4 separate regions of the Mus musculus genome follow, and regions 1, 2 and 4 are each linked to region 3. The links are chromatin contacts, called in public Hi-C, HiChIP or PLAC-seq and promoter capture Hi-C maps. All regions are on one chromosome and are shown on one strand. The core of a region is the stretch at or near the end of the contact, and the rest is flanking DNA. Distances in the headings are between cores, read along the strand shown. Region 1 holds the start of Nfx1 (nuclear transcription factor, X-box binding 1). Region 2 overlaps Nfx1 (nuclear transcription factor, X-box binding 1). Region 3 holds the start of Dctn3 (dynactin 3). Region 4 has its middle 23 kb from the start of Gm25637.

Evidence for each region. Promoter capture Hi-C pulls out the DNA fragments that hold promoters and counts their contacts. Hi-C and Micro-C count contacts between places; a contact is called where the count stands out from the background. HiChIP or PLAC-seq counts read pairs in DNA pulled down with a chosen protein or histone mark.
Region 1: a Hi-C map of regulatory T cells shows a contact between it and region 3, with 3 times the contacts expected there. The contact joins the promoter of Nfx1 here to the promoter of Dctn3 in region 3. A contact is called at or near these places in 2 of 39 promoter capture datasets (liver and pre-B cells), 1 of 484 Hi-C or Micro-C datasets (regulatory T cells) and 1 of 9 other capture datasets (adipose tissue).
Region 2: a contact with region 3 is called in a promoter capture Hi-C map of hippocampal neurons, with 2.1 times the contacts expected there. The contact joins the enhancer-like site here to the promoter of Dctn3 in region 3. A contact is called at or near these places in 8 of 39 promoter capture datasets (the 3T3-L1 cell line, 3T3-L1-derived adipocytes, the C10 cell line and 5 more) and 1 of 115 datasets of contacts at active chromatin or transcription factors (bone marrow-derived macrophages).
Region 4: a contact with region 3 is called in an H3K4me3 HiChIP or PLAC-seq map of bone marrow-derived macrophages, with 4 times the contacts expected there. The contact joins the enhancer-like site here to the promoter of Dctn3 in region 3. A contact is called at or near these places in 11 of 39 promoter capture datasets (the 3T3-L1 cell line, 3T3-L1-derived adipocytes, the C10 cell line and 9 more) and 2 of 115 datasets of contacts at active chromatin or transcription factors (bone marrow-derived macrophages and large pre-B cells).

Annotation. Positions count from the first base shown.
Region 1 is chr4:40,968,764-40,972,916 of GRCm38.p6, reverse strand. It overlaps Nfx1 (nuclear transcription factor, X-box binding 1), which reads right to left and starts at 1,974. Exons shown (of 24, transcript NM_023739.3): 1 at 1,858-1,974. The coding sequence starts at 1,882. Gm52692 (a long non-coding RNA gene) reads left to right here and starts at 2,758. Exons shown (of 2, transcript XR_003955193.1): 1 at 2,758-3,315.
Region 2 is chr4:41,021,779-41,025,950 of GRCm38.p6, reverse strand. Nfx1 (nuclear transcription factor, X-box binding 1) reads right to left here. Exons shown (of 24, transcript NM_023739.3): 20 at 4,104-4,172; 21 at 3,625-3,691; 22 at 2,192-2,337; 23 at 1,373-1,477; 24 at 1-1,150. The coding sequence ends at 1,078. Among named protein-coding and RNA genes, the nearest start is that of Aqp7, 24 kb to the left of the region's middle. Within about 2 kb of position 1,555, at least 11 of the 459 cell types and tissues checked have an H3K27ac peak or open chromatin away from gene starts, as enhancers often do. A contact at or near this core is called in hippocampal neurons, where this site is marked.
Region 3 is chr4:41,721,562-41,725,422 of GRCm38.p6, reverse strand. It overlaps Dctn3 (dynactin 3), which reads left to right and starts at 2,260. Exons shown (of 7, transcript NM_016890.4): 1 at 2,260-2,388. The coding sequence starts at 2,293. Arid3c (AT rich interactive domain 3C (BRIGHT-like)) reads left to right here. Exons shown (of 8, transcript NM_001017362.2): 6 at 234-416; 7 at 629-718; 8 at 1,090-1,587. The coding sequence ends at 1,190.
Region 4 is chr4:41,071,001-41,075,286 of GRCm38.p6, reverse strand. No RefSeq gene overlaps it. Among named protein-coding and RNA genes, the nearest start is that of Gm25637, 23 kb to the right of the region's middle. Within about 2 kb of position 1,651, at least 38 of the 459 cell types and tissues checked have an H3K27ac peak or open chromatin away from gene starts, as enhancers often do. A contact at or near this core is called in the HPC-7 cell line and bone marrow-derived macrophages, where this site is marked.

The DNA of each region.
Region 1 (4,153 bases), core at 725-3,224, 750 kb after region 3:
GTTGGGGTCACCACAACCTGAGGAACTGTATTAAAGGGCTGCAGCATTAGGAAGGTTGAGAACCACTTTTGGAAGTGGATGAGCTAGAAATGATGTTAAAGTAAGAACAAAGACTATAGACCAAGGAGGCAGGGATTTCTTGAACACAGGGACTCAGCACATGCTTTGGGGCGTGTCGGTGGTAACCTAGAGCGCAGTCCCAGAGGCTAAAACTCCGAGTCACAGCTAGCCCTCACTCAGCTCTGCTTCAAATGTCCAAGGGTGTGGAAATAAGTCAGGGCGAGGAGGAGAAAACGAACAGATTCGGTTTAGAGGGCCAGTGAAGGCCTGGAGGGGAGTGACAACGTATCTGCCTAAGTTCTCCACTCTCCAAGAAGATTTTTACATTCAAGTCAAGACTGGGGCACACCAATGCAATGTGTTCTTGCACTCTTTAAACTGAGACAGGGAAAAGAACATGACCTGTACAGGCACATCCTAATAGTGGCCCATCAATCTGTCAGAAGTGCAATTGTAATTCAAGCCAATGTTGGACATTGCTGTGATTTTCAGGAAGAGCAGGCCATTATGTCAAATCTACACAGTGGGTTGTGACAAGTCGTCATCGTGGTCTTCTTCTTAATAGTAATGTTAAGAGTATGTTGTTGAGAGTAAAAGAAACCTCTGCTTCTCGGCCTCCAACCCCATCTTCCCAGACAGGATCTCACTATGTAACCCTGGATGGTCTGCAACTATGTAAACCAGGCTGGACTCCAACTCGAAAGATCCTCCTGTTTCGCCCTCCCGAGGGCTGGGATTAAAGATGTGCGCTACCATGTCTGATAGCACTGAAACATTTGGTTTACTTTAAAAACAAAAAAACTTTTCTTTTAATCTTGTGTTCCTGTTTTAGCAAGGGTGCTTTGGGGGGACAGGGACGGGATATATGCCACGTGTTTGCTGATGCCCTCCGTGGCCAGAAGAGGGCGTCAGATCGCACAGCTTTCCAGGTGGTTGTGCAAGCGAACGTGACTGCTCTGTTGAGGAGCTACTGTTCTTAAACACTTGAACTAGCGCCCCAGCTTCTCGGTTCACATTTACATTTAGGTAAATGTGTACTAATACCCCATGCAAAACGTTCCTTTTTTTTTTTTTTTTTTTTTTTTTTTTTTTTGCTGTCCACAAAATTTGAAAGCCCGGATTGACCAATACACCTTGAAGAAAATGGAAATAGCTTATACGAACAGTCAAATGAGGCTGTCTCTACCACAGGGGTAGCTCCAGGAGGGAGAGTGAGCCAACAATCAGGGAGAGAACAGGGAGGGTCTGGGAATTAGCTTACTACTCCAGGCTGACAGATGAGGTAACTGAGACTGGATCACGTCACGCACCTCAATATGGGATTTCACACCCCCTCAGGACTGGGCCCGCTGGCTGGCTGGCCCGCGCGCGCGGAACCCGCCACTCCGAGAGGTAAAGAACACACCCCTAGCACAGCGCGCAAACTCGCTGGCCTCCAGGGCCCGCTACGGAGAGTCGCCTACGCCCGGCCGGCCGGCCGTCCGCCCGCCCGCCCGCCCGCCGGACTCTGCTCCGCGCGGCCTCGGGAAGGCCGGAAGGAGCCCCGCGGGGGGCGCCAGAGGCCCACGTCCGCTCCCTTGGCGCCGGGACCCGCCCGCTCTCCTCGGAAACCCAGGGGCCGAGCCTCCCCATCCCGTGGAAGATGGAGGAGGGTTCCGTACGTGCAGCGCGCGTGGCTTGGCCCTCGCGAGCCACTGTCCCCGCGCAGCACGCACCCCACTTGCCACCGCAATGGCCCGCACCCTTCGGACTAGACTGCTAGACCCTAGGGGTCCCGCGCGGGAAACGGGACAGTACCTGAGACCGGAGGCGCCTCCGCCATCCCGTGCCGCAGCACCTCAAGCGAGCCCCGCCACCGAGCGAAGGCTGTCACCTGGTCACGTGTCCCGGATTTCCGGCGCCGAGAGACTAGTCGCTCCTACGCGCCCGGGGACAGCCAAGGGGGTGGTGCTACCTGAGCACACAGTGAAATGGCGCATTTGGGACGTCAGACAAATGCGCCGGCCCGGGTGCAAGCGGGGTTTGCGGGGGGGACACGAGTGGCTGGAGGAGACCCACCCGGACCGCAGGATCTACTGCCCCCAACTTGCGTAATTGCTTTTCGAGAGCTGCTGGGTTCTCCAGCTGCTACGCCTTTTTGTCAAGTCCTGCCATCCGCCCGGCTTCAAATGACCTTCAGCTAAGAGGCGGCCTGGAGCGGCTCACGCAGGCGACGAGGGGGGGGGGGGCGCTGTAGTAATCAAAGGGCATTGTGGAGGAAAAGACTGCAAAACAATAAAAGGTTACCTGCCAAGGGTTAGGTAGCCCACGACTTCAGGACCTGGGAGGCTGGATCGGGGGTGGGATGGGAGTGGGATGTAGTGAGTTCCAGGTCCTGGGCTACCTATCCCTGTCTGTGTAAAACGAAACACAGTATCTAAAGGACTAATAGCAAATGAGCCACAAACCGGTAGGCAAGTAACAAATACAAATGAACACCAACTGAGGTAGACAGTTTGAAGTTACTGTGTTTTTTTTTTTTTTGGAGGGGGGGGGAGAGTGGGGAAAGGGTGTCCTGATGTAGCCCCTGTTGGTATTCAGGCATTCTGCTGGCCTGCCCCCAGGACCCTAGCAACCACTTAGACCTGCCTCCACCGTGTGTGATAGGTGTGTGCTGCGTCTAAAGAGACGCCCCCAAGCGTCCCCCCCCTCCCCCCCCCCGCCACCCAGCAGCTGTCTATTGTCAGCGTCCGGTCCCCTTCTCTCTGCCCCATGGCTTTGCTCCTGTCTGTCTGACTGGCTCCATGCCTACTTGTCTGCCTCTATTCCTTTCCTAGGCCCTCACTCCTCTTCTCCCAATAAACCACTTTTACTTCAGGTCTTGTTTGCATGACGTAATTTCTCAAGGTTGTACCTTGGCACGGGCCTTGCAGTAGGATCTTCTCTGTCTCAGCCTCTTTTATAGTAAAATATAATCTTCCAAGGTGAGGTGTGGTGACTTAGACTTTAATTCCAGCACTCTGGCAGCAGAGACAGTAGTTCTCTGTGAGTCTGAGGCTAGTCTGATCTACATAGTGAGTTCCAGGCTAGCCAGAGCAACAGTACAACACTGTCTCAAACATTCTCCACGATGTGACCATTTTGGTTACAGGGCTTCTGCACTTCTTTCTAATATCTACAGACTAAGAAGCCTTCGACTGGGTGGCTTAGCCTGCCCCTAACCGAGCACATTTAGGAATCCTTCAGGAATTATATTTGAAAATCGGCCTCAGAAAGGTGAGACACGAAACCGTTGTATTTGTACTACCTGCAGTAGTGAGATGATGATGATGAGAGAGACAAGAGGAGGGAGTGGAGGGGAGAGAACAGACGTTTGTGGGCAAGTTGCAGAGTCAATTGGCATCTTTGGAATTTAGTAGGCTACACACTACTTATTTTCAAATGACATCGTACTCCAGAACCTCGGAGCACAGCAAAGGCCAATGTATAATGTTTAACAAAGTCAAATGAAGATAGCAATTTATCATTAACGCCAAAGTTAACCAGCCTAAAAACCCAAATGATCATTATCTCTGACCAGAAGTTCCTGATGGAACAGAGCCCTGGCTTAGTTCTCAGCAGCAGACACCTCCATGGTCATCACACAACTTGGGAAAGTTGGTTCTCTCCTTTTACCTATGGGTCTGAGGGATCTGACTCAGGTCAACAGCCTAGCAGGAAGGGCTATTACCTGCTGACTCCTTGTCAGCCTTCTGGTTGAACATTACTTAATAGCCTTATGGATTTCTTCTTTTAGACTTCTCATTTTATATCTGTTGTCTATTCTTTTCTGTTGAGTTGCTGTGTTTTTCTTGCTATGGACTTTTAAAAAAAATATTTCTCTGTGTGTGTGTATGTTGAACATGATTGTCTGAGTGTATGTATGTACATGTGTGTCCAGGGGTTCTTGGAGGCCAAAAGAGGGCACTGGGTCCCCTGGAGCTTGAATTACAGGCAATTTGATTTTACGGAGCTGTTAGTGATTTTTAAGTCTCTCTCACACAAACACACACACACACACACACACACACACACACACACACACACGTATATATATATATACACCAGAAAGATG
Region 2 (4,172 bases), core at 306-2,805, 700 kb after region 3:
CTCAAAGTTTATTTTAAAGCAAAAAGAAGCCAGGTGGTAGTGGCGCATGCCTTTAATCCCAGCACTCAGGAGGCATAGGCTGGTGGATCTCTCTGAGTTTGAGGCTAGCCTGGTCTACAGGAGCGAGCTCCAGGGCAGCTAGGGCTACACAGAGAAACCCTATCTTGAAAAAACAAACCAAAACCAAAAGACAACAACAAAGATAAGTCCAGCCTATGGAGAAGAGGGGCCACACAGATGGGCACAGTGGAGACTGAAGAAGGCCTACAGTAGGATGCTTGGCGTAAACTCTGGACTGTCCACATACTTTGAATATTTGAACAGTGGTTCAGAGCTCAGATGCAGAGAGAGTCAGCATGGCTGCTGAAAGCCTAGGAAAAAAGCAACCCAGTACCGCTGTCTATGCGAGAGTCTCTACCAACCACAGAGGACTTAGGGCTACAGTGGACATGGTCATAGACCCACATTGTGAACATGGCGAGAGAGCTGGTCCCAAGTTCTTACCATTATGAGAGACAGTTAAACTGTCCCGGGGTAGGCTTGGTGACATGCTGAAAGAATGCCAGGGATTTGAGAAAACGGAACTCTATAAAGCAACCTAACCAGTCTAGAGACATCCGGGAGCTTTTGGATAAGATGGGTAGGTTTAAGACACACGATTGCAGACATAGTTTTACCAATGGTCAGGGCTTCACGTCTTTCCTCATGAGGAAGGTGAGGCCCACCAGAACAAATGGGACAACCAGACTATGGCTAGGTGCCACAAAGTCAGTTTGGGATAAAAATTCTGATTTATCCAAATAAAAGCTGATACTCCCCCAATCTCTTAGTAATCACAGTGATATGTGAGGAGCCTCTTCAAACACATGATTAAAAATCCAGTGGCCACACAGCCAGAGGTCTGTGGACAGGCCCAGACAGGGGGTTCTGACACACTCATGCTTTGGCTGTATCAGGACAAGACAGCACGTGTGCTGGGGTTCTGCCAGGCAGGAGGAACGAGCATGATTTATCTGCTGGCAAATGAGTCTCCTCCAATACACAGAATCATTCTTTTATATAAATCTATCTATCTTCTCAATCCTGGACATCAAAGTAGTCAATCACGGCCTCCTTCACTATCTTCTGTAAAGTACTGCTCCCGGGAGCCCTGCAAGGAAAGCAAAGACGATGAGCCTTTCTCTACAGGGAGATAAACCTGGGTCTTCAGGGAATTAAGGCTTCAAGTGTGTCTGATGCCCCGTCAATGTGTACTGGACACCATGCCGTAAGACAAGCCCCAGGAGGCCAGCGATGGCAGCTGAAGCCCAGCAGTTTACCCCAGCTCCTCTGCCGGCACAAGCTCAATGAGAAAGCAGCTAAGAATCCTTACTTGTCTGCCTGGTGTCGGTGATGAGGAATTGGTGGTGGCGGCCGTGTCTGTGTCTCCCTTTCAATCACACTGGTCAGCGTGGTAGGAGGACAAACAGACTTCCCTCTGTGGGGAGTAAAGCAGAGTGCTAAGATGAGAGAATCCTGAGCAGAAACAGCAGAGCCAGAAACCCGGCATTTGCTCGGGCAATGCTGCCATCGCCGCTACTGCCGCCAAGCACACCCACTACCACCTGTCTCAAGTGTGGCCAACCTGCATCCCACTTTGTTTGTCTACCCCCCGCCTCGCCCCCTGCAGCCCACCTCCTCCAACGCCACCCTTCACTATTTTTCACTGAGAAGTTCTCCCAACACCCTCAGGTTCTGATGGTGATTCTAGGTCCTTCCAGGCCCTTCCTCATACCGCCACCTCCATTTTCTCTGATGACAACATGGAGTCAGACAGAGTCCACCATTTTTTCTGTCTCCACCATGCCATGATTAGAGCCAGGGAGGTCAGCGGGAGAAGCAGGAGACAGGTGCAGGAGCACAGAGGAGCAGGCATTCTGCTCCGCCTGCAGAGGGACAACTCCATCGTCTGCCGTGGATCGGGGCCTTTGTGAGACTTGGGTACTAGGGTGCACCTGCCCTGCGCAGAGGTGTGCGCTCTGCTCTCTGCTTGGATCTTTAGGTAATGGTAAAAAGGCTATTCCACAGAAGTATAGATTTCCCTTCCGTTCCTCCAGGAGGAGAGGAAATAATAAAAGCACACAGTGACTCCCAGTGTCTTGCCTGTCCTGCTGAAGAGCTAGCCCTCCCTGTGACAGCAAGATCAACCCACCTGACGGCAGTGACCACGACATTGCGCTTTGGTTCGCTGTCATAGCTTATGCTCTCCAGGCCATAAACCTGGGCCAGGTCATGGATGATTCGGCGGTGGTCTCTGTTCATGGGGGGGAAGCAGTGGCTTTTCTTGTTATTCTTGCCCTGGTTGGAAGGAGAGAAGACTGATCATTTCCATGCCCTGGGATCAGAACAAGCTCAGGACTCCTCCTCACACCACAAGAACGCAGCTGTCTGAGGACGGCTGACTTTTACTTATGCTTTCCTGTTTGCGTCTGTGTCATTATTACTGCGCACTGTGCGCGTCAGATGATGGTGTTAGCGGTTGGTTCTATCCTTTCGCTGTGGGTTCCTGGGATGAAACTAAAGTTGTCAGCCTTGTGGAGTCATCTCGTGAGCCTGTGACTGAATTTCAGAGGTTCACTGAGTGTGAGCCTGGGATCTGACACACTCCAAACTTATAATGCACAGGCAGATGGACAGGGTTACAAACAGGAGAAGGTGGTGGAGCTGAGGGAGGCGTAGTAGGCGAGGGAAAGAGTGGGAAGGTAACCATCGGTAGATACAGCCCTGAGAGCCACTTAAACCTCAACCCAGTGGCTGGACACGGAGCCAAAGCTGTACTGGCTTCTTCTTCTTCTTCTTCTTCTTCTTCTTCTTCTTCTTCTTCTTCTTCTTCTTCTTCTTATTATTATTATTATTATTATTATTATTATTATTATTATTATTATTATTATATTGAGAATCTTACTGTGCAGCCCAGGTTATCCTGGAACTTGCTATGTAGATCAGGCTGTCCTCCAACTCACAGAACTCTACCTGTCTGTCTCCTAAGTGATGGGATAAACAGTGTTCATCACTATGCCCAGGTCACTATATCATTTCTCCATACATAGCTCATGCTGATATCCCTGGCAGTCTGTCCCCCCGATCTTCATCTTTAGTCTCCCCACAAGGAATTGTGTCCCAACTCTGAGAAAATAAGAGTGTGCTCCCTCACAGGCAACATTTCAGTCATTCTGGTGGGGGGGGGGCTTGCATGTTTTCAAACTTGAAATCATTCAGTTATTACTGTTGACCCTGCCCCAGTTCCCCATGAGACAGGATTTCTCTGCTTAGTCCTGGCTGTCCTGGAACTCACTCTGTAGACCAGGCTGACCTTGAACTCACAAAGATCTGCCTACCTTTGCCTCCTGAGTGCATGTCCAACTGAGGGTTATTCTTAATATACACTCATTTTAATTGTAGACATCTTTTTTATTATGATGGAAGCAATCCAAGTTTCCACGAATGATAATGGCTTGGTACTGAAAATATGCAACCTTCTCCTACAACCCTCTAGGCTAACTGTTTCTGAAATGTATTTATTAATATTTTCTCTAAGTCCAGCTGGTCTCAGAGAAATGCCCAGTTGGGTGTGTGCACTCCAACCTTATTCACGGCCTCCACGAGCGTTTCCATTTCCTTCTCAACGTCGCTGACAAACTTTAAGTCTTTCCTGAAACGAGAAGGCAGTGGTTAACTCGGCCTGTTCTTGCTCTTCTGGGAACCTCTTCCTCCCCCTTCTGCCCACACAGTACAGAGAGGACAACACTGCAGATAAAGTGCAGAAGAGAGGAGTTGCCAGACCAGGAGCTGTCACTGCCCTAGATAAGGACCTCGTGACTGTGACACAGGTGAGTGGTGGCTCGTCCTCATGGCCCTTGGGAGGCCTAGATCCTACCGTGAGGACCACTCCTCAACCACTGTTGAGTTCTGCCCAGACAGCTAACCACGTCATTTCTTACATCATAAGCTTACTTTACCTGGCTTAATTATGGGGGAAACACACAACTGATTACTATACCTTATAATACTAATTCCATGCGCTCATCAGCTGCCGCTAGGAAGGTGGATAAGCAGTTACATACCTGGCATCGTCTTTCAAACTGTCACTGAATTTCGATGCTGAAGAGCGTACATTGAAAGGATCAGAATCG
Region 3 (3,861 bases), core at 1,011-3,510:
ACCAGCCCGGACCTATATATGCTGGCCCCTTTTTCTCCACATCTTCATTCTCTAGGCCAGAGTCTTTGGATGGGAGGAGAGACAACCTGGCTTATCTGCCGGTACCGTCTCTATTGGTCCCAGGTCTAGGGAAGAATCAAATGCAAACACGGGTTGGTTGGACCAGAATGGCATGTTTTTTGTTTTGTTTTGTTTTGTTTTGTTTTGTTTTGTTTTGTTTTGTTTTTCACCAGAGGAGAGTGGAATCCCACCCCCTCGTCTGGCGCTACCTATGGGCTTGGCCTCGGAAGCTACAAGGGAGAAGCTGGCACCGGAAGAACCTCCGGAGAAGAGGGCTGTGCTAATGGGCCCCGTGGACTCACCTCGACTGGGGGCACCCCCCAGTTTCCTGCCCCGTGGCAAGGCTCCCCTAAGGGGTGAGGAAGGGCTTGTTAGAGAAGGGCTTTGGGCTAGTGAGTTGAGGGAAAGTAGACTCTTCACATGCTGAATGCTGGAGGTGGTACAGGCAGGTCCCTTGATAGACAGACGCATAATTATGGTATGGGGTTCAAGTGCAGGAATGAGGAAGGAGTCTAAGTGTGAAATCTGCTTCCCCCCAAATGTGACTTCCCTGCCTTCTTCTGGACAGAAGAGCGGTTGGATGGGCCCCTCAATCTGGCAGGCAGTGGCATCAGCAGTATCAACGTGGCACTAGAGATCAATGGGGTGGTCTACACTGGTATGGGAATTACAGGGTCTATATTGGCATGAAGTTGGCTTTTTCATTGGCATGGGGGATTTTAGATTTTCTCTATGAGCATGACGTTCAGGAGTATCTGAACTTGCTTGGGGGTTTAGAGGATTGTTACATTAAAATGGATTCAAGAGTTTGTCTACAAGGCATGGGGTCCCAGCATGGTCTATGCAGCATGGTTGCCATGGGATGTCTGCTTTGTCACAGATCTGTGAGTATTTATTGCGCACCTACTTCAAGCTACCCACAACGGCATAGGAGCTTCTCACTGGTCAGAGGGACTTGTCCGTGCTTTGTGGGAGTCCCACATTCTCTCGTTTATTTTTTAATTTTACATCTCTTATACCCTTTATCAGGTATCCTCTTTGCTCGACGCCAACCTGTGCCAGCTTCCTTGGGTCCAACCAATCCTCCACCTCTACCCTCTACAGGGCCCCCTTCCAGTACCTTGCCCTGAAAGCAGCTACTGAGAACCAAGAGTCCCAATATCATTGCTTAGGGGGGGAGAAGGCACCCTCCTACCTTGATTCTTTCAGGATGTGACGCCCACTCTGGGATCCAGTCCTGGTTGATGTCAGCATGCCACCTCCACACCAAAGGGATTTATATTACGTTCCATCTACCTCACCGTAAAAGGCAGACACTGTCTCCCTAGCTAATTTCAGCAGCATCTACCAAAGAGCTTTCCCCCGAGAACCCCTATCACTCCGTCATGTAACCCCTATGTCAGTGTCACCTTTGGTACCCCACCTCTTTGAGTCAATTCTGCTCCTTTTCAGGAAGCAGGTGAAGGATTGGATTTGAATGTGAAGATGTCCCTTGGGTTGCATCTGGAAAATAAAATTGTACTTCCCGTGTCTCCTGTGCCTCCTCTTCTTGCTTGGGTCTGGGAGGTGGGGGATCCACAGACTACATTGAGCTGTCCAAGTGGAAGCAGAAGAACAAAGCTCTGAGAGAATAGAAGAGCACTTTTTTTTGAAGGGAAGCAAGCTTTCTCTACATTGTTCCCTGACTGGTCTTGAACTCACTGTGTAGAGCAGGCTGGCCTCAAACTTACAGTCATCCTTCTGTCTCTCCTTTCTCTCCTAGCACCACCACACAGAGCGCGGTCACAAATCAGACTGTTTGGGTGTACGTCCTGACAACAAGAGGCTTACGTACAAATCACTTGATCTTTAAAAGATTCCAAAAATGTATGGTGTCTCTCCCAAGAAGCTGCCTACTGATCTATGGGTATAAACCTATCTTGGAATAATAGGTATATTTATACGCTAACTCTCAGGGAATGGGGGAGGGGAGGAAATCTCTTCGAATCTTGGATTTAGAGCACTAAAAGTCTTGACAACCAAGTCCTGGAAACCAGGGTAGAACTAGGACCCAGAACGTTACCTAGGTAACCAGATTGCTTTGACATCGGTTATTTCCGACATCCAAAGCCTAAACAGTGACGTCACTTCCTACAAGGCGTGACGGTGCTCTCGGATTGGCCAGTCTTCTTATTTAGGCGGACGTCCCACCCTCAGGCTGTTCCGGGTTGCTGCGGCCAGGCTGCAGAAACGATGGCGGCTCTGACCGATGTGCAGCGGCTACAGTCTCGAGTGGAGGAGCTGGAGCGCTGGGTGTACGGGCCGGGCGGGACCCGAGGCTCCAGGAAGGTGAGGGGTCCGGTCTATTGATCCGTTTGTGGGGCAGAGCGGGACAGGAGCGGTCCACTGGCCCTGCCCTAGGGTCGGATGCTACCACTTCTGTCAGGTCGTCCTCAGCCCAGGCTCTGAAATAAATAACAAAGATCTAGAACCTCCTGGTACCAATCGGACCCTTGAGGTCCGTTCCCGAGGGGATTGGGATGGGGGAGATGCTTAAGCCTTTTTAAGATGGGTTCGGTGACAACTTTCACAAAAACTCCGCGCGCTCACAGGCGTTCTAAGGAGACCAGACGCATTTAAAAATTGATTAATGGGAGTTTCAGTAAGAGCTGAAGCCCGCAGTGGAGTGTCATCCTAGAGCCATGCAAAATTAATTGCTAAATGAATTACGCGTAGACAGGAGTCCTAGAGGAGGCAGAGCACAGGTGCTACAGGCTCCAAAGGGTGAGCGGTGAGGTCTGAGCAGGCCCAGAAAAGGAAGATTAGTAATTGAGCCCTAAGTGTCCAGATGTGGGCGAACATCGTGTCTGAATTTTGACAAAAATTTAGAGGTGCCCTAAAATCCCTTTTTACGATGTTGAAACCATTTACTGGAGCGCTTCTGGTAGAATTAAGAATGTTCTGGAACAAAGGTAATGATGTGTCTCTGTATTTTTTTGTAAAATTGTCACCAGCACATTCTGTTCCAGTTTGAGAACCAACTTTTCGAAACACTCTCCCCCTTTGGCATCTATTTGTGTGCCTTCCCTTGTGTGTTAGTCCCTTAAATATTAGTATTCACCTTTTACACAAGCCTTGAGTGAAGTCGTTCATTTCCTCAGCCTCCGGCTCCAGCTGACTCTTGACTGTTAGAATCCTAAGTCCTAGGCAGGCTCGTTCACTGCCGTGATTTCAGTTACTCATTTCACGTCTTTATGTTTCCAGTGTGTAGCTCTGTTTCAGACTTTCCGAGAACCCGATTGATCTTTGTCTACTGGTCTCCTCCACTGGGCTATCCCGCAGACATCTTAAGCTCAAACCCTTAACTACTAACTGTATTCTGCCTCTAAACTGATTCTCTTCTGTATTCTCTACGATGGGGATTGCACTGTCTTTGGGATCCCAGAGTGTTCCGTCTCCTGTACTAGACTTGATGTGGAGGGTATGAGGCTAGAGCTAGGCCAGCCAGTTCGTTCCCCAGCCTTGAGCTAAGAAAGACCTGGGTGAGGGTATTTGCATATATCATGCCCAAATATAGGGGTTAGGAACCAGGAAATATATAGTATGTAAGGATGCCCCATTAAAGCCTAAATTAGTTTATTATCTCCCCAAGCAGACAAATACTCACACCCTATCCTGCAAAGGAGAGCATGATTCATTCCCTCTCACATTAAAGGCACCTAAAGTTGAAAGACCTTCAAAGACTTGAAAGTCTACAGAGAGATAAGGATCCTTCTTCCAGGTCTTCCTTCTTCCTCCTCTCCTCTCCTCTCCTCTCCTCTC
Region 4 (4,286 bases), core at 402-2,901, 650 kb after region 3:
ACTCGTGTAACAGCTGGCGCGTGAACTCCTCCTGATGGATCGGAGAAATCTCATCAGCTGTGACAATGAGACCCGAGCGTCGCGTTGAGCCAGCGCTTTTCTGCTCCGTCCTGTCTTAGAGAGGGGCACCGCTCCAGCCAGAGTCTCAGGGTTTCCCCAGCCTCTTGTCCGTGCACCCTCACGGTCAGCCATTCAACACATACCTTCCCTCATCTTCAAGCTGCGTCTCCCACCAGTGCTCTACCCATCCCGAATCCGTGTCTCCAGGGCCACTAGAAGTTTTTAGGACATATGTCTCCTCTTGCCACTTCCCTATTCAGAGACCTTTAATGGCTTCCCGTCATTCTCAGGAGCAAGTACAAGACAGCACATGATCCCTCTCCTTGCTGCAGCCACAGAATTTCTCGGGCCCTTCACATGTAGGAACCAGGAGACCCACCCCCTCTTTCCACACCCACCCCTTTGCCTGACTTCATCTTACCCCAGCTGTCAGAACGGATGCCCTCTCTTCTAGGAAAGTGTCCTTTATGTCCCCTACCCCCAAGTTTGGGTCAGTGCCCAACTGAAACTCCCAGAGGCCCCGTGCTTGCTGCCTGCAGTGCAACTCCTTGTTTAGGAAACAGCTTCCAAGCCGAGGTGGACCGGCTCCACACACATCCAACCCTCAGCATTTGGGAGGACGCCCACTGCTGTGGAAAGACTGGAGTAATAACCAAGAAGTGCCCTCGGGTGAGTATTGCTTGGGGCAGGGGATCCAGCTCCAGAACAAAGGCCATTCTCAGTCTGCATAAGACCCAGTGTAATCCCCAGCAGAAGAAGAACCAAAAAAGACTGTCAGGACTTTCTGAGGCGATCAGAGTCAGCACACATGGAAAGCGGACATACACGCTTCATCTTGCGAGGCTTTCTCTGTAGCTCAGCATGGCCTCACACTTGCAGTCTCTATTCCTGCTTCAGTCTTCAGAGTGAGGGGTGTACAGAGGAGACCTGCCAAGCACAACTGAGAACATTAGCATTTAAGAACTAGGTGTTGGGGGGTTGGAGAGATGGCTCCGAGGTTAAGAGCACTGACTGCTCTTCTAGAGGTCCTGAGTTCAATTCCCAGCAACCACATGGCGGCTCCTAACCATCTGTAATGGGATCTGATGCCCTCTTCTGGTGTGTCTGAAAACAGTGACAGTGTACTCATATACATAAAATAAATAAATAATTTAAAAAAAAAAACTAGGTATTCGGGGCTGGCGAGATGGCTCAGCGGTTAAAGACCACTGACTGCTCTTCCGAAGTTCAAATCCCAGAACTACATGGTGGTTCACAACCACCCGTAATGAGATCTGATGCCCTCTTCTGGTGCTTTTTGAAGACAGCTACAGTGTACTTATTTATAATAATAAATCTTTGGGCTAGAACCAGTGGGGTTGACCAGAGGGAGCAGAGGTCCTAAAATTCAATTTCCAACAATCACACGAGGCTCACAACCATCTGTACAGCTACAGTGTACTCACATACATAAAATAAATAAATCTTTAAAAAAAAAAAAAAAGAACTAGGCGTTGGTTTCTGCAGAACTGGAAGCAGAGTGCAGGCAGTGTCTGAATGTGGACAGCCGAAGGGGAAGTCAGCCTGGCGATGAGAGTCTTTCCGGCAGAGGCAGAAGTTCTGTAGAATATGACCTGGGATGGGTTCCTGCTACCAAACCTCAGAGATCAGAGCCAACTCTCAGATCCTTCCTTTGACTAATCAACTGGTGTGTGGTGAACCAGGCTTCAGGGTCCTTCACAAAACTGGCTGGCAACGGAGACAGAAGGAAGTTGCCTTCTCGGAGTCTTCTTCCTGCTGTTCTCCGATTTAAGAGAGGCATTCTACCACAGGGGATGGCCTGGGTTGGGCACATCAGGTAGCAGGACAGAAGGCAAGTCTGGACAGGTGGACAGTGGAGCCTAGGCTGTGGGGTAGGGTGTGCATGCTAGTCATAGGGAGTGGGGAGGCCGAGGTGGAACCTCAGCAAAGGTCAGGGGTTGGAGAGTGACTACTGCAGCAGACGAGCTGTCCTCATTTGGTGACTGCTTCTCTGAGAGAGAGAGAGAGAGAGAGAGAGACGCTGGGTTGGGTCACATCTTTGCCATGAGGTTGGGGAAGAGATAGAAGATGGGGAACAGGCCCCTTTGTGAGGTCATTGCTCGGGGGAAGGAAAGGCAGTCACGAAAGCAAGAGGGATTTGAGTTAGCTGACAGGAGGGTCAGGGAATAGCAGAATAGGAAGGATGAGCTACATCCTTATTTGTACTGCTCCTGAGAAGGAAAAGAGAAAGCCACAGCAGCCAGCCCCCAGAGAAAGGCTTCTGAGGCAGGGGAGATGGCTGGGGGGAAAATGGCAGCTTCAGCTAGGGTTTGGGAGACTCATAGCCAAAGAAAACACCTAGGCCATAGCTAGGTGTTCCTGAGTTGTTCCTCTATGGCATGGGTCAGATTTAGCTATGACAACCCAAATATAAAGCCTGGAGACTCCCCTATATGTGATTCTGCTGAAGTCTGGCGTTGATAGGAAACACAGCTGAGACATGAGCTGAACGGAATGAAATGAGTGTTGTCTGGTCTCAAGAGCACAGTGACACTCACTTAAGGCTGCCAATGACCTGGTGAGGCCAACCCTCCTGAAGGCCCTCACAGTAACAGGGGCGTCTGACTCTGCCTTCCCAGACGTCTGAAGCCCTGGGGAAAGCCCCCTTCATCAGACTTCTCCCATCTTACTTTTCAAATCTCAGAACCTATCTCTCTGCCCCGCAGTGCTGCCTGAGTCCATGAGAATTTACCGAGGGTCTTCTACCTGCTAAGCTCTTCCCACGCATCCTGAAATAAGAAAACTGTGGGTCCTTGTGCTCATCCCTCCTCCAAAAGAAAGCTGGCAAAATAAAAGAATGGAAATAACCCAGACTGTGGGCCACAGAGAGAAGAAAGCCCATATAGCCGCGGGAACCCACAGAGCATCACACCCAGTCCAGGGGAGGCAGGCTCTGTGGATCCTGAGTGGGAAGAGCCAGTTGGCATTTGCCAGGGAGAGCACGGTGTGCTGGAGACACGCCAGCAGGTTCAGAGGAAGCCACGTGTTAAATCTTCAAGAACTCTGCAAGGCTGCTTGTTTCGTACTTTAAGAAATTAACTTATGCAAACATATAATTAGCTAAATTATTTTTAAAACAAAGGTGATATACAGTCGCTTGCTAATTATTCCCGAATTTTGCTATTATCTGTGCTCTTCAAAGCACTGGCATCTGCTGTATCTTCAAGGGAGGTGAGCACATAATTGTGCAGGGCTGCCTCTCTCCTCCCAGCTCCCGGTTCAGTGACATCACATGGACAGAAAAGCCCACGGGGAAGCTCATTACCACACTATACGACACAGATTAACTGACTGAGTCCAGGGGTTGTCAAACCACATCTGGCAGATCAAATCCAGGCAGCAAGCCAAGAAAGGTTTTATTTGCTGGGCCTTTTGACAAAGGCCTGCGGTTCCAGGTACTCAAGAGGCTGAGACAGGAAGATGGGTAGTTTAAGACCAGCCTGAACTGCTGAGTTAGCAATTACAAGGCCAACCTGGGCAATTTAGTGAGAAGTTGTCTTAAAATAAAGTAAAAAGTGGACTGGGGCGATAGCCTCGTGGTGGGGAACTTGTATATCTGTCATGAATTAGGCCCTGGTTCACTTTTTTTTAAAAAAAAAGATTTATTTATTTATTTATTATATGTAAGTACACTGAAGCTGTCTTCAGATGCACCAGAAGAGGGCATCGGATCCCATTACAGATGGTGGTTGTGTGCCACCACGTGGTTGCTGGGATTTGAACTCAGGACATCTGGAAGAGCAGTCAGTGCTCTTAACCGCTTGAGCCATCTCTCCAGCTCTCACTTTGGCCCCTGCTTGCTCCAGCCCCTGATTCAGTTCTTAATATCGTGCATACACACAAAGAAAAAAAAACAACAGAAAAAGGCTGGCAAGACGGCTCAATGGCGGCAGTACTGGTTGTGCAGTCCTGACGAGTCAATTGTTTTTTGTTTCTGGAATCCAGGTAAAGGTGGGAGTAGAGAAATGAGTTCCTAAAGTTGTTTCCTGACTGCCTGCCACATGTATGATGCACATGTATGTATATACTACCAACCCCAAAATAAGACACGCATGGTGGTGCATACCTGACACTGGGGAAGCAGAGGTAGGTGGATCAGGAATTCAAAGCCAGCCTTGGTTACACAGTAGGTTTGTGGCCAACCTGAGCCACATGGACCCAGACTC